3 separate regions of the Mus musculus genome follow, and regions 2 and 3 are each linked to region 1. The links are chromatin contacts, called in public Hi-C and HiChIP or PLAC-seq maps. All regions are on one chromosome and are shown on one strand. The core of a region is the stretch at or near the end of the contact, and the rest is flanking DNA. Distances in the headings are between cores, read along the strand shown.

Evidence for each region. A called contact is a pair of places that touch in the nucleus more often than the background predicts. HiChIP or PLAC-seq counts read pairs in DNA pulled down with a chosen protein or histone mark.
Region 2: a Hi-C map of CD4 T cells shows a contact between it and region 1, with 2.5 times the contacts expected there. The contact joins two enhancer-like sites. A contact is called at or near these places in 1 of 484 Hi-C or Micro-C datasets (CD4 T cells) and 1 of 115 datasets of contacts at active chromatin or transcription factors (CD8 T cells).
Region 3: a BATF HiChIP or PLAC-seq map of CD8 T cells shows a contact between it and region 1, with 5 read pairs. The contact joins two enhancer-like sites. A contact is called at or near these places in 1 of 15 datasets of contacts at CTCF or cohesin (large pre-B cells) and 2 of 115 datasets of contacts at active chromatin or transcription factors (CD8 T cells and large pre-B cells).

The regions. Positions count from the first base shown.
Region 1 is chr15:10,073,661-10,077,449 of GRCm38.p6, reverse strand. No RefSeq gene overlaps it. Among named protein-coding and RNA genes, the nearest start is that of Prlr, 100 kb to the left of the region's middle. Within about 2 kb of position 2,304, at least 55 of the 459 cell types and tissues checked have an H3K27ac peak or open chromatin away from gene starts, as enhancers often do. A contact at or near this core is called in CD8 T cells, where this site is marked.
Region 2 is chr15:9,676,443-9,680,257 of GRCm38.p6, reverse strand. Spef2 (sperm flagellar 2) reads left to right here. Exons shown (of 37, transcript NM_001305042.1): 15 at 845-948; 16 at 3,715-3,815. Among named protein-coding and RNA genes, the nearest start is that of Spef2, 71 kb to the left of the region's middle. Within about 2 kb of position 2,472, at least 26 of the 459 cell types and tissues checked have an H3K27ac peak or open chromatin away from gene starts, as enhancers often do. A contact at or near this core is called in CD8 T cells, where this site is marked.
Region 3 is chr15:9,606,567-9,609,983 of GRCm38.p6, reverse strand. Spef2 (sperm flagellar 2) reads left to right here. Exons shown (of 37, transcript NM_001305042.1): 29 at 337-475; 30 at 2,582-2,811. Among named protein-coding and RNA genes, the nearest start is that of Il7r, 78 kb to the right of the region's middle. Within about 2 kb of position 1,638, at least 14 of the 459 cell types and tissues checked have an H3K27ac peak or open chromatin away from gene starts, as enhancers often do. A contact at or near this core is called in CD8 T cells, where this site is marked.

The DNA.
Region 1 (3,789 bases), core at 1,055-3,554:
CAAGATTACAGTTATGAAGTAGCCACAAAATAATTTTAAGGTTGGGGGTCACCACAATGTGAGGAACTGCATGAAAGGGTCATAGCAATAGGAACGCTGAGAAGCACTGCATTGGAGTATGGACACTCATTTCTCATTGCCTGTGTTGCCTGGCACGAGTCTGGAAAGAGACTCAGAGATCCATACTCACCTTCAATGACCTTTGCCCTGCATGACAGAGTCCAGATTAAACAGTATAGCTGTATAAGATATCAGATTAGTTTTGAGGTCCACTCTGGGTTTCATGGTCCCCTCCTTTTTCTCATGTTTAGACTTTATACAAATGGGATATATGTTCTGTGTATATTGTTGGGAAGTTGTGTGAGATCTTACTATTTCCTCTAGCTTCATGAGAATACTACTCCAGTACGGGGGGGAGGGGGGGGGCAAAAGGAGTTCTTAGCTTTTCCCAGAAACATTTAATACTCCAAATATAGTGTCCGTGCGAGTATGAGGGAGAAAAACGAGCCTGTTGTAGTTCACCAAATGATGGACTGAGGCAAGCAGACAAACAAAAGCAAACAACAAACAACAACAACAAAAAATTTTGTCTGCCTCTGAAATGTGAAATCCTAGGAGAAAATTCTGCTAAGTTATTGGATTGATTTTGGAGGTAGGGCAGCTTATCCAGCTATCACAAATTTGTCCTGAAAATCGTCGTTTTGCTTTCTTATTCACTATAGAATTGGCTATGGGTTGAAACTTCTAAAGATACAGTTGTGTACAGGGCATGCTTTGGGGTATTGCAGTGGTCCAGGGGAAAAGGATGGGGAATAGGTGACAGGAGGAACTGGGACTCTTCTTCCATGTTCTCTGTTTTCTGAGCTATATTTTAAAATCCCAGGGACAGTGTTGATGTATGGATTAACATTCAGACTCAACCACTGAGTTCCAGTGTGGAGACATTTTCTTTTCTTTTCTTTTTTTTTTTTTTTCTTTTTAGAACACTGACATCTCAGAAATATCTGGGAGCAGGAGAGTCACAGATTGGAAAAATCCCACCCATTCCTATGAAGAGGAAAACCCAGAGAATGAAAGGAAAAGAGAGAGTATTTAGGTTGTTTGGGTTTTATTTAAAATCTACGCCTTGGAGATTTTCTGTGTATCTCCCAGCTGCTATGTATGCTGCACAATACACATTTGCAGTTTTGTCTTACTCCCAACTGTAGAGCTAACAGTGGACAATAGGTGTTATCACAGAGCAGTGCTGTCTCCCCTGACAGCTGCCTCATCAAAGTTCTCAGCAGGGTGCTGGGAGATTGGAACATCTTTCCTTTTGGTGAATGTGGCTCAAAAGAAGGGAAGCTTTACCTGCCTGGAATACCCTGCTTATTAAAGCTTTCTTTAGTGACAGGATGCTACCACCGAAGGACTTTTTAAATTGTTTTCTCCAAGCAGCTTGCAATGCGTAACTAGGCTTCAGCTAACAGGCTTTAGGTTAATTTAAGACAGATGGCTCTGTTGTGGCTGAGAGAGACGATGCTGTTCTGCTCATATCTTATTTCAGTGCAGATCTGTCCTCTGCCGTGTTGATGTAGTCACTGAGGTGACCCCAGCAGGCCTGTATGTCCTTGTTTGGAAACATGCCAACCATCTGTCTAGGGTGGATAATCTTCACGTCACAGGCCTGAGTTCGCACCTTCGCAGTTCATGCAATGCTGATATGGATTTGAAACCTGGAATTTTATTATGAATTAATCAATAGCAGTAGCTTTCATGTATTAAAAACACCCTGCACCCGGTGTAGCAGGTTACATCATATCAGAGCTGAAATGGACCACAGAGCAAAGACTGTTCCACTTTAATATGAATCAATGAAAGATCAGAGAGGGGTGCCACAAACCCAAAGTAACTCAGATTTTAAAATTGAGACAAAACCTCAACTTTCAATTTCGAGTCTTCTACTTGTTTCCCCTTCTTGTTCCCCCAAATGAAGTATATTTACGAATCAATGTCTAACTCTTTGAGGATAAGAAATGGATGTCTGAGGATTTAGTTGGAATAAGAGGTGGGAATAAGCATTTATATATGGGTTGAAAATTCTCTTATGCTAGAGAGAGTATAGTCTGTCCAATAAAAGAAGACAGAAAATGACTTTGTTGAACGACCAAAGGACACTAAAGGACACCTACAAGCCAATCTGTTTTCCAGCTGCTTCTCAGATCCCTCTGTTCCCTCGTCTTTATCATTTTCAGTCGCTCTCCATCCCCAGTGTCACTGCCATGCCTCACTCTGGTCTGCCTACCACCTTTTCGCTTCTCCTCCGTGGTCTTTCCCTCCAGTTCTCACATCCTGTTTTGGGTTTCAGTTTCTTCTCTATTCTGGCGTCAATCATGTTACGATTGAACGAAAATCTAGAAACACCTGAGCATGTTGTCTGAAGCCTGAGAGCATGACAAGGATGTCTCAAGGGCGATTATTTCCCCCCAATTATTTTACCATTAAAAAAAATCCCTCTCTTGTTCTAACAAGTTTAATCTTTATATTATGGTCTTTTAGTAAACTTCCTCAGTTTTTTATTTCCCTTGGAATATTTCCCCTGTGTTTACCTTCTCTTGACAGAAAAGAAAAAGCTGTTTTTCTGAGAAGTCTTTTGCCCCCTGGTTGAGAAAGAGAAAGCTGGTACCTTAAGGTATTATTTTAAAAATTCACATTATAGGTTCACAAAACTATGCTTTATAGAAGTTGTTTTGAAAAATCTATATGTTTTATTGACCACTTCTGCTAGTAGAAAAAAAATCAATTTGAACCATCTTTTGAAATGCTCAGAGATTATATATACTTATTTTTAAAATATATAAAAATAAAAATTTTGGAGAAAAACACAATGATACAATTGCTTGGGAAGATGTAAAAGATACTCAGCATATATTTGATAAAAGAAAATAAAGTGAATAGTATTTATTAATTTAAAAACATCTTTAGATACAAAATACTTGCAGAGAGCATCAAATATTTGTCATAATTGGGAGACTGGTTTGTCATTAGTCCTAGCAACTTATAGGATGACAAAGATCTTAAGTGTTTATGAACATTAAGTGCCATTACTACGTAGGTGAGAGCGTCACCAATGAAAGAAATTTCAAATTGAGGATACATGTTTTAAAGATAGAGGACAAAATGGTAAAAGACCCACTTGAGTACATTTTGTTAAAAGTACATTGTAGCTTATGTTATTTTTGTTTTTTACTAGCTCTGTTTTTACCAATATCTGTCATTGGAAATGGAATAAATGTTCTCTGTATATTGCTTGGGGCTGTTTTCGATAGGACTTTGTGTACACTGACGACCACAGAGGGAGTTTCAGTTGAAGGCCAAAATAGAAATGGCACGGTTTACAAATCTTGTTACATTCATTTTCAAAAGCAATGTAATTGTCTCTTGGAAACTACAAAACAAAACACATTTTTACTATTTATTACTCAAACGTGTTTGCCACCTTTATTCTTAAATGCTACTAATATTTTAGGTTTCTAACTAGTGCACAGAAAAAATATTTAGGGCACAAGATGGAAGAATAAATGCTTGTGTTTGTTATGAGAACACTAAAGCTAATGGGAATAAGGCCCCACCCCCAATGGGCCCAGATGGAAGTTGAAAAATAAAATGATTGTGCAAAATGAAACTCAAGAAGGACTTGAAGGAAATGAGGAATGTGTCACCTGTGTGCCCTTACAAGCTTGGTGCTAAGTCAGCTTGGAAAGGGACATTTTAACAGAGTTGACACTTAGGTACTTCGAAAGTATAAAC
Region 2 (3,815 bases), core at 1,223-3,722, 400 kb after region 1:
AAAGCAGTATTTTCTGTAGAGAAAGGGGTATTCTGATATTAAATTAAGGTAGCCCTTCTGGCGAAACACAGGACTTAAGCAAACTGAGAGGTAAGAGAATTCACTAACATGATTTAGGAAGCCTCTCCCGAAACATGAACAGGTACTTAGTCATAGGGTGGGACTATATAAACCCAAAGTATTTAACAAAGGCTAAGATCAGAGATATGATGAAAGAAAGAAGTCTGTTCTGTCAGAGCCTAAGAAGAAATTATAACATTTGTCAGAAGAGTATGCTGCGGTTCTCTGCTTGGGTTGAATAGTTTTGAGTAGATATAGAATCTCATTTGCTATAAAGTGACTGAGTGAAGATCAGGCTCTGGGGAAGGAAGCCCACATTCAGTGATATCACACTACTTGTGCAGAATCAACCCCCTGCAGAAGTCATAGTTATTAATTCTGGACAAAACAATAAAAGCTAATCACTAGCGTGAACTTGTGAGAAAGAAAGGCTAAGAATCAAGGAAGAAGAATAGAGCTGGAAGTTTGGAGTCTGATCACCAAATGATGTCCAAGAGCTGTATGAGTATGTGTGTTCTCAGAGGTCAATCTCTCATAGATATGAGTGATTGGACCTGGATCATTCTCATTGCAAGTGTTAGAAAGAAAGTTGGGGAATTTGGGGTGTTGGAGCTGCAGAAAATTGATACAGACCCTTGAATGTGTCCCTGACTCCAGAAGTGGGGTAAGTCCTCAGTATTTTCATTAGCTAGCATGACCACATGTTGTTTTAACTCTAAGCACCCTGAATGGAATATTTCTTTTCAATCAGCTCCCTCCTAACATTCTTCATTTCTTTTCACAGCTTAGCATGCGAGCTCAACTTGGTGCAAAGTCAGAGTTGATGCTTAGAAGAGGAAAGAGCATTCCAGACATACTTCTGGTCAGCATCCTGGTAAATGCTATAAAGTATGTATTGCAGTTTCTTTTCTCGTACCTATTTAATATATTCTTTTTTTTTTTTCCTGCATGGATAAGTGTATGCCTGCATGGTTGTGAGAGTGTGCATGTAATTGTGAGAGTGTGCACGGAATTGTGAGAGTAGCTACAGAGGCCTAAGTTTGGCATCTGGAATTGTCTCATCTTTTTTCCTTATCATTTGAGTCAGAGTCTCTCGGGAAAACCCTGCTGAACATACGAGCTAGTCTTCCAGCCAACTCACTTGGGGCATCTCATCTCTAACCTCTACGGATAGAATTACAGTTGGGTCCCATACCCCGTCACTATTTACATGAGTCCTGGGAGTCAGAACTTCATTTCACATGCTTGGGTAGCAAGCACTTTAATTACTGAGCCATCTCCCTCTCCCATTTCATGTATTATTTACAAAAAGATATGTGAAGAATAACGTAGAAATGAAATATCCAAATATATCTACCAATTCCTAAGTAAGATAGAGGGAGAGTACATAGATTTGCAGGCCTCTACTTCACTTCTCTCTGATTAGTCTTGACTTCTACCTGATGGAAACGAGGGCCAGCTTCTACTGCTTTTGGAGAACTGGACAATTACCCCAAACCAAGGATATATGGTGTAAGAAAGGACATCCTACCTGACTGCACATAGACTTCTGCACTTGCTTGTGCTGTGATTCACAGAGAGGGCAGGAATGGAGTCCAGGAATCCCAGGACAACAGGCAGTGGTACACAGTGTAGACAAAGCACGTATGTGTAGCACAGAGAAGGTATGTGACAGGGGACAAAGAGGAAAAGTTCAAAGAATCTGTCATGTTATACTTTCTCTGTCCTCCATTTAGTGAGAGAGGATTACCCTCAACCTTGCTTTGTTATACATGTCTATTACAAGAGGCCAGTTGGTCTGTATAATAAAGGAAATAATCTACACGGGATGGGGGAAAAAGAGTAAAAGGCTCTTTTGAAAGAATTTTCTTTTGAAAGAATTGGAGAGGAAATGGAATTGCTTAACTGTGGTATGTGGGGAACATTAAGAGGCAAGAGGAGAGAGAGTTTATAGAATTTTTTTACTGTTCATCTGGGATACGCTCCTCCTTAATGTTGTCTTAAAGGCTGCTTTAAAGATTTAAGCTGCTTCTCACTTATGTATCTAGTAATTGGAACTCGAGGAAGGTTTTTTAGCCTCACATTTCTCAGAAATGACATAAAGTACACTTTACCACAGTGCTCTTTGTTCGTCAAGCAAATGGATATGCAAAAGCATCAAGCAGCCCTTCGCTTTGGTTTTAGTAGCTCTGGAGGGTCCACACCACCACCCTCCTCACACCAAACACCATCTCCATTTCCTCTAAGACACCTCCCGAGGACTGTCACCGGTTTACAAGATTTTGGTCTAGTCTAGTGAGAAAAGGAACACTAGTTGTAATTGCATAGCTGTGTCTGGGTAGTGATGTAACAAAAACCCGAGTCCAGCTCCTCCGCTCCCTGCTGTCTGCCTGCTGTCTGCCATCTCACTCTAGCATGGAAGGAGAGCAGCTCTAACCTCTGACTCTGTCTGCTGTGGCTTCTGAGGCAGCAGCTCTCAGAAGAGCTCAGGTACTTAAGGGAATTCTCTCCTGTGACTTGGGCAAATGAAAGAGTAAGCCCGATCTATGAAGAAGGTTGATCGCTCTTTGGAGAAGTCGGGAAAGTAAAATGCAGCCTCTTCTTGCTATGATAACCTAGGGGGAGAGAGAAAGACATGCCAGACGGAAGCTGGCAGCCATGCTGAGAATCAGTAGACAGGAAGCCATTTGAAAGTCTATGCTTTTGATCTAGAATTGAAATCTTTCTGAAATTTGTTCCCCTCCCCAGCCCCCCTCCCCATTCTTCCTGCCACATGATCTGAAGGATTTCAGGCAGTCACCAAAAGACTTAAAAACTTCTGGAAAAGTGAATCTATTCTTTAATATGAGAGGCAGTAAGTAAATTAATGCCATTAAAATATAAGGAAGACTTTTTTAGTTTGGCATAATTTGAAGGTAGAACAAAGATACTTAAGCCCTTTTAGTGGTGGCCCATGCCTTTGATCCCAGTACTCAGGAGGCAGAGTCAGATGATGTCTGTGATTTTGAGATCAGCCTGGTCTACAGAGTGAGTTCCAGGACAGCTGGGCCTGTTACACAGAGAAACCCTGTCTCGAAAAACAACAAAACAAACAAACAAACAAAAGGAAAACAAAACCAAAAAGGAAAGTTTTAATTCAAGACTGTGTTTTTGATATGGTGAAATTAGTAAGAGTGTAAGGAGTGGGTGGGATGAGAATCCCCTCCAAATTGGTGACAGGAGTGTTCAGTATGGACTAAGACCTGTGTGACATTTACTAAATGTGTCATTTCTGTTCCTCTTCACAAACCCCAGTGAAGTGTTTTACAGTACTCCATTGTACAGATGAGGACTTCGAGGAAGTACAGCCTGAGCATAGGGCACACAGCACATATGCACACCGTGCTGAGGATATCTGCCTGCAAGCATTTAAAATTGTGAAAGGTAGTTACAAGTTCAGAGCACACATCTACATGACAGCAGAAACCCACAGAAGGATTTTAAGCAAGGAAGCAATCAGAACACATAAGGAAACCTCATACTCTAGCTATAAAATAGCAACATCTATGCAATAGGATGAATTTACAATAAAGTAAAGGTGTTCATTGTATCACTGACTTTTGAAGAGCCATGGTGTCTATCATCATGCTAATGGATTGTGCTGTTTGAATTTAGGGAGATACCTGTGGACCAAAGCTGGGTTCTTGATGGATTTCCAATAACATTAAATCAAGCCAAACTCCTGGAGGAAGCACTTACAGGGTACAAAAGAAAAT
Region 3 (3,417 bases), core at 389-2,888, 470 kb after region 1:
ATAAAGCTTTATAAACCAAAGTATGATAGGTATAAAAAGTGGGCTTGGTTTATGTAAGAGCAATGTAGGTATAATGTATTAAAATCTCCTTTTGTCTTTTATTTATATTGTGTGTTAATTTTACACAGTAAGGTTCATTATGATCATGTTATGCATGTGTGTGACATACTATGACTGTGTCCCTCCCTCATCACTATGCCTCACGTCCCTTGCTCTTCCTCTTACTTTGTTTTCTAAATCACCCCACTCTGTGTTCCTGTATCTGCAAAATACAAATGCATATGAATAAAAAGCATAATGTTTCTCCTTCTGAATTCAGTTTCTCTTTTTAAATAGAACAAGCCGCACAATTTCGACTTGAGCTAATAAAGTTGAAAGCTTTGTCCGTCCTGGAAGATTTAGTAACAAAGGTGATTGATGTCTACAGGCTCATGGAAAAATGGCTTGGTAAGAGATATTTGAATGAAATGGCCAGGTAAGGTTTTCCTCAATCAAAAATAATCATACTCAATGCCAAAAATGCAAAAATTGACACGGGTGTTTAAGATATCCACAGATTTAAATTACAACACACGCGCGCACACACAAACACACTCACATACACACACACACACGTGCAGACACATGTGTCTCTGTGTATCTCTGTGTCTGTATCTCTGCCCCCGCCACCCCACCCGCACCTGTTATGAACACTCAAAATGAATACCACCATCACATTTGTGTAGAGTATTTTTCTGCCTGTCAGTGGGCTCTGCCACAATATCATTTTCACTCTGGGAGTTCAGTCTACATGGTAATATTGCATGTAATTTTAATCCAGGAGATTTCCAAATTATTTCAAATTATAATGAGTACTAGATCTAATTGTTCAATGCTCATCAGCTTAATCTACAAAAAGGACTCCAACTAGGCTATTCCACCAGTTTCAGCTTAAACTAGATTCTGCAATATGTATATTATAGGGTAGATTTGCCAAAAGTCTAGTAGTTGTTTGAGAATGGGCATCAAATTCTAAATGTTCACAGAAGCAATAATTACTATCTGTAAACAGTCTTTTTGTCTGGCTTTCTCCGCTCTCATCTTGAAAGTTTTATTGTTAAAAATCTTCAGCCCAATTGTTTAGTGCTGTTGTTCCACCTTTGAAAGTAGTAAAAAAAAAAAAAAAAATTCAAACCATTCATTTCCATCTGGTAACTTGCTACCACTGTGTATAAACAAATATTGTTGCTAGACAGCCAAGTCAATTGCAAGTAGCTTGTAGCCCTAGTCTCTGCCTGCCACGTATAAATGAAAGGGTTTCATCTGAGATCTTAGGATTTATGGGTTCCTTCCTTGTGTCTGTCCATTAAGCACAAATGGATGTTAATTCTGTGTGATATATGCAAAGTTCTCACATTTATGTTGTATCTGTCTCTACTTTCTGAATCTATAATGTGACGTACTCTGACTACAAGAAATCACACAACGTGAAGTTAAAAAGTAACTTTTAATGAGGGGTGGGGAGTTACTGTCAAGTCCCTTGGAACTCCAAATCTATTTTCCTGACCTTTCCTTTCTTCTTTATGGAAATGACTGCAGTAACCTTCCACTAGGTGGTGCACAGTCATTCTGGTCTGTGTGGAGATACCACCGTTCATTCACACAAACTCAGGTTCCAATGTACAAGAACACTCCAAACCACAAACTAATTAGCAAACACTGTATGGGAATTCACAAAGAGCACTGAGGAGTTGAGTTCAAGAGCCTTTTCGAGGACAGGAACTGATAATACTCCTGAAAGTATCAGCCCACAAATAACTGTTGCTCATCATATAAAGGGAGAATAAGTATGCGTTTCCTCATGATGTCTTCTTCATCAGATCAAGACAAGAGTTTTTCTTCATTCCATCAGTTTATACTTAATTATGTCTACTACCTAAGACACATTTAAAATTGCCTAGAGTTAGGCCATTAACTCTTACCCAAATGTGTGTGTGTGTGTGTGTGTGTGTGTGTGTGTGTGTATCCATCACCTGTGTGCTGCCCTGAAAATCATCTTAGAAGAGGGAGTAAATGTCAGTGGCTTAATTTCAAGGATAAACCACTCACAGCCACCCTGGACCATGTCAAGCACATGCTCTAGATGAGACCCTAGGACCCACTGTTACTTCCTCTAGCCATTGTAGCCCTTAAATGTAGATGCTCACAGACACGTGATCCAGCTTTGGATGTTGTACACTAGAAGCCACTCCTCTGCCAGGTGTGTCTTAAGTAACATTAAATCCTTTGACATAAAGCTAGAGAGCAAAGCAATTTTTGCTTTCTCTAGAGGTAAATAACCAAATTTGATTCACTTAAAATTTGATTCAATTTAGTAGGCTTTTTTCTCATTCAGCTTAGCATAAAATTGAACTATAATACCTTCTTAATAAGAGAATATTTTCATTTTTTATCTTTATAACTTTTTAACTTGACTTTAAAAGTTTTAAATGCCTATAGAATTGAACTTACCCTGTAATGTGTTAGCTTTTGTGTGTTTTATTAACTGTTAATCTAATAATATCTTCAATGGAGATGGCCTTGTTCATTTTTCTATTTGCAGTATACAGAAATTGACCGAATTAGCTCGCTACCACATTGAAACAGCTACAAAAATTCAAAATGAGATTTACTTAAGCCAAGAAGACTTCTATATCAATGGAGACATAAAAGTCTTCCCAGATCCTTCTCCACCAACCCGCCCACCACCAGTAGAAAGGGAAGAAAATGGTACCCTAACAATCGAACAGCTTGATAATCTTCGAGATCAGTTCTTAGACATGGCACCTAAAGGTAAGAAAGGAATTGCTGCTGGTGGGTTATAAAGATGATTAAAATTGCCCACAGTGGACATCACTTGGCCAGAAGACAACTGAGTTCTATTGGAACGCAGGGCACTGCAAGGAAACGGCACTCTGTTCTACCAAAGTTGTTTGCTATGTACTTGCTTGGTACAATATTATCTGAGTTAAGCAAGGAGAAGAGTCACGGTGACTGATAATCAGGCAGTGTAGCAGTGTGGTAGTGTGGCCAGCCCTGGTGACTCTTCTGTCTTCCTCCTCTCTTGGAGGCAATATTGGTAAATTTGATTCCATCTGACAACTGAAAAATAATCTTTATGCTTCTAAGTAGAGATGCATTAGGGATCTCAAGTTTGTGTTTCTGTCTGGGTACTGAGGGGATACTAAGAAGTAAAGGAATCCCTCATAGAATGTCCTTTTCTTTCATTGCTTCATAGATCTTGAGTAGAACCAAATGAGTTACTGGTAGGTACTTCCTAATTAATTTGCTCACATGAGTGCATAATTTTCCTCATACAAATTATTGAATCCCCTCCCATTTTATCATTACAATTCTATGCCTTCTGCTTTCCCACCAATTGTTGTCCTATGTCATTCA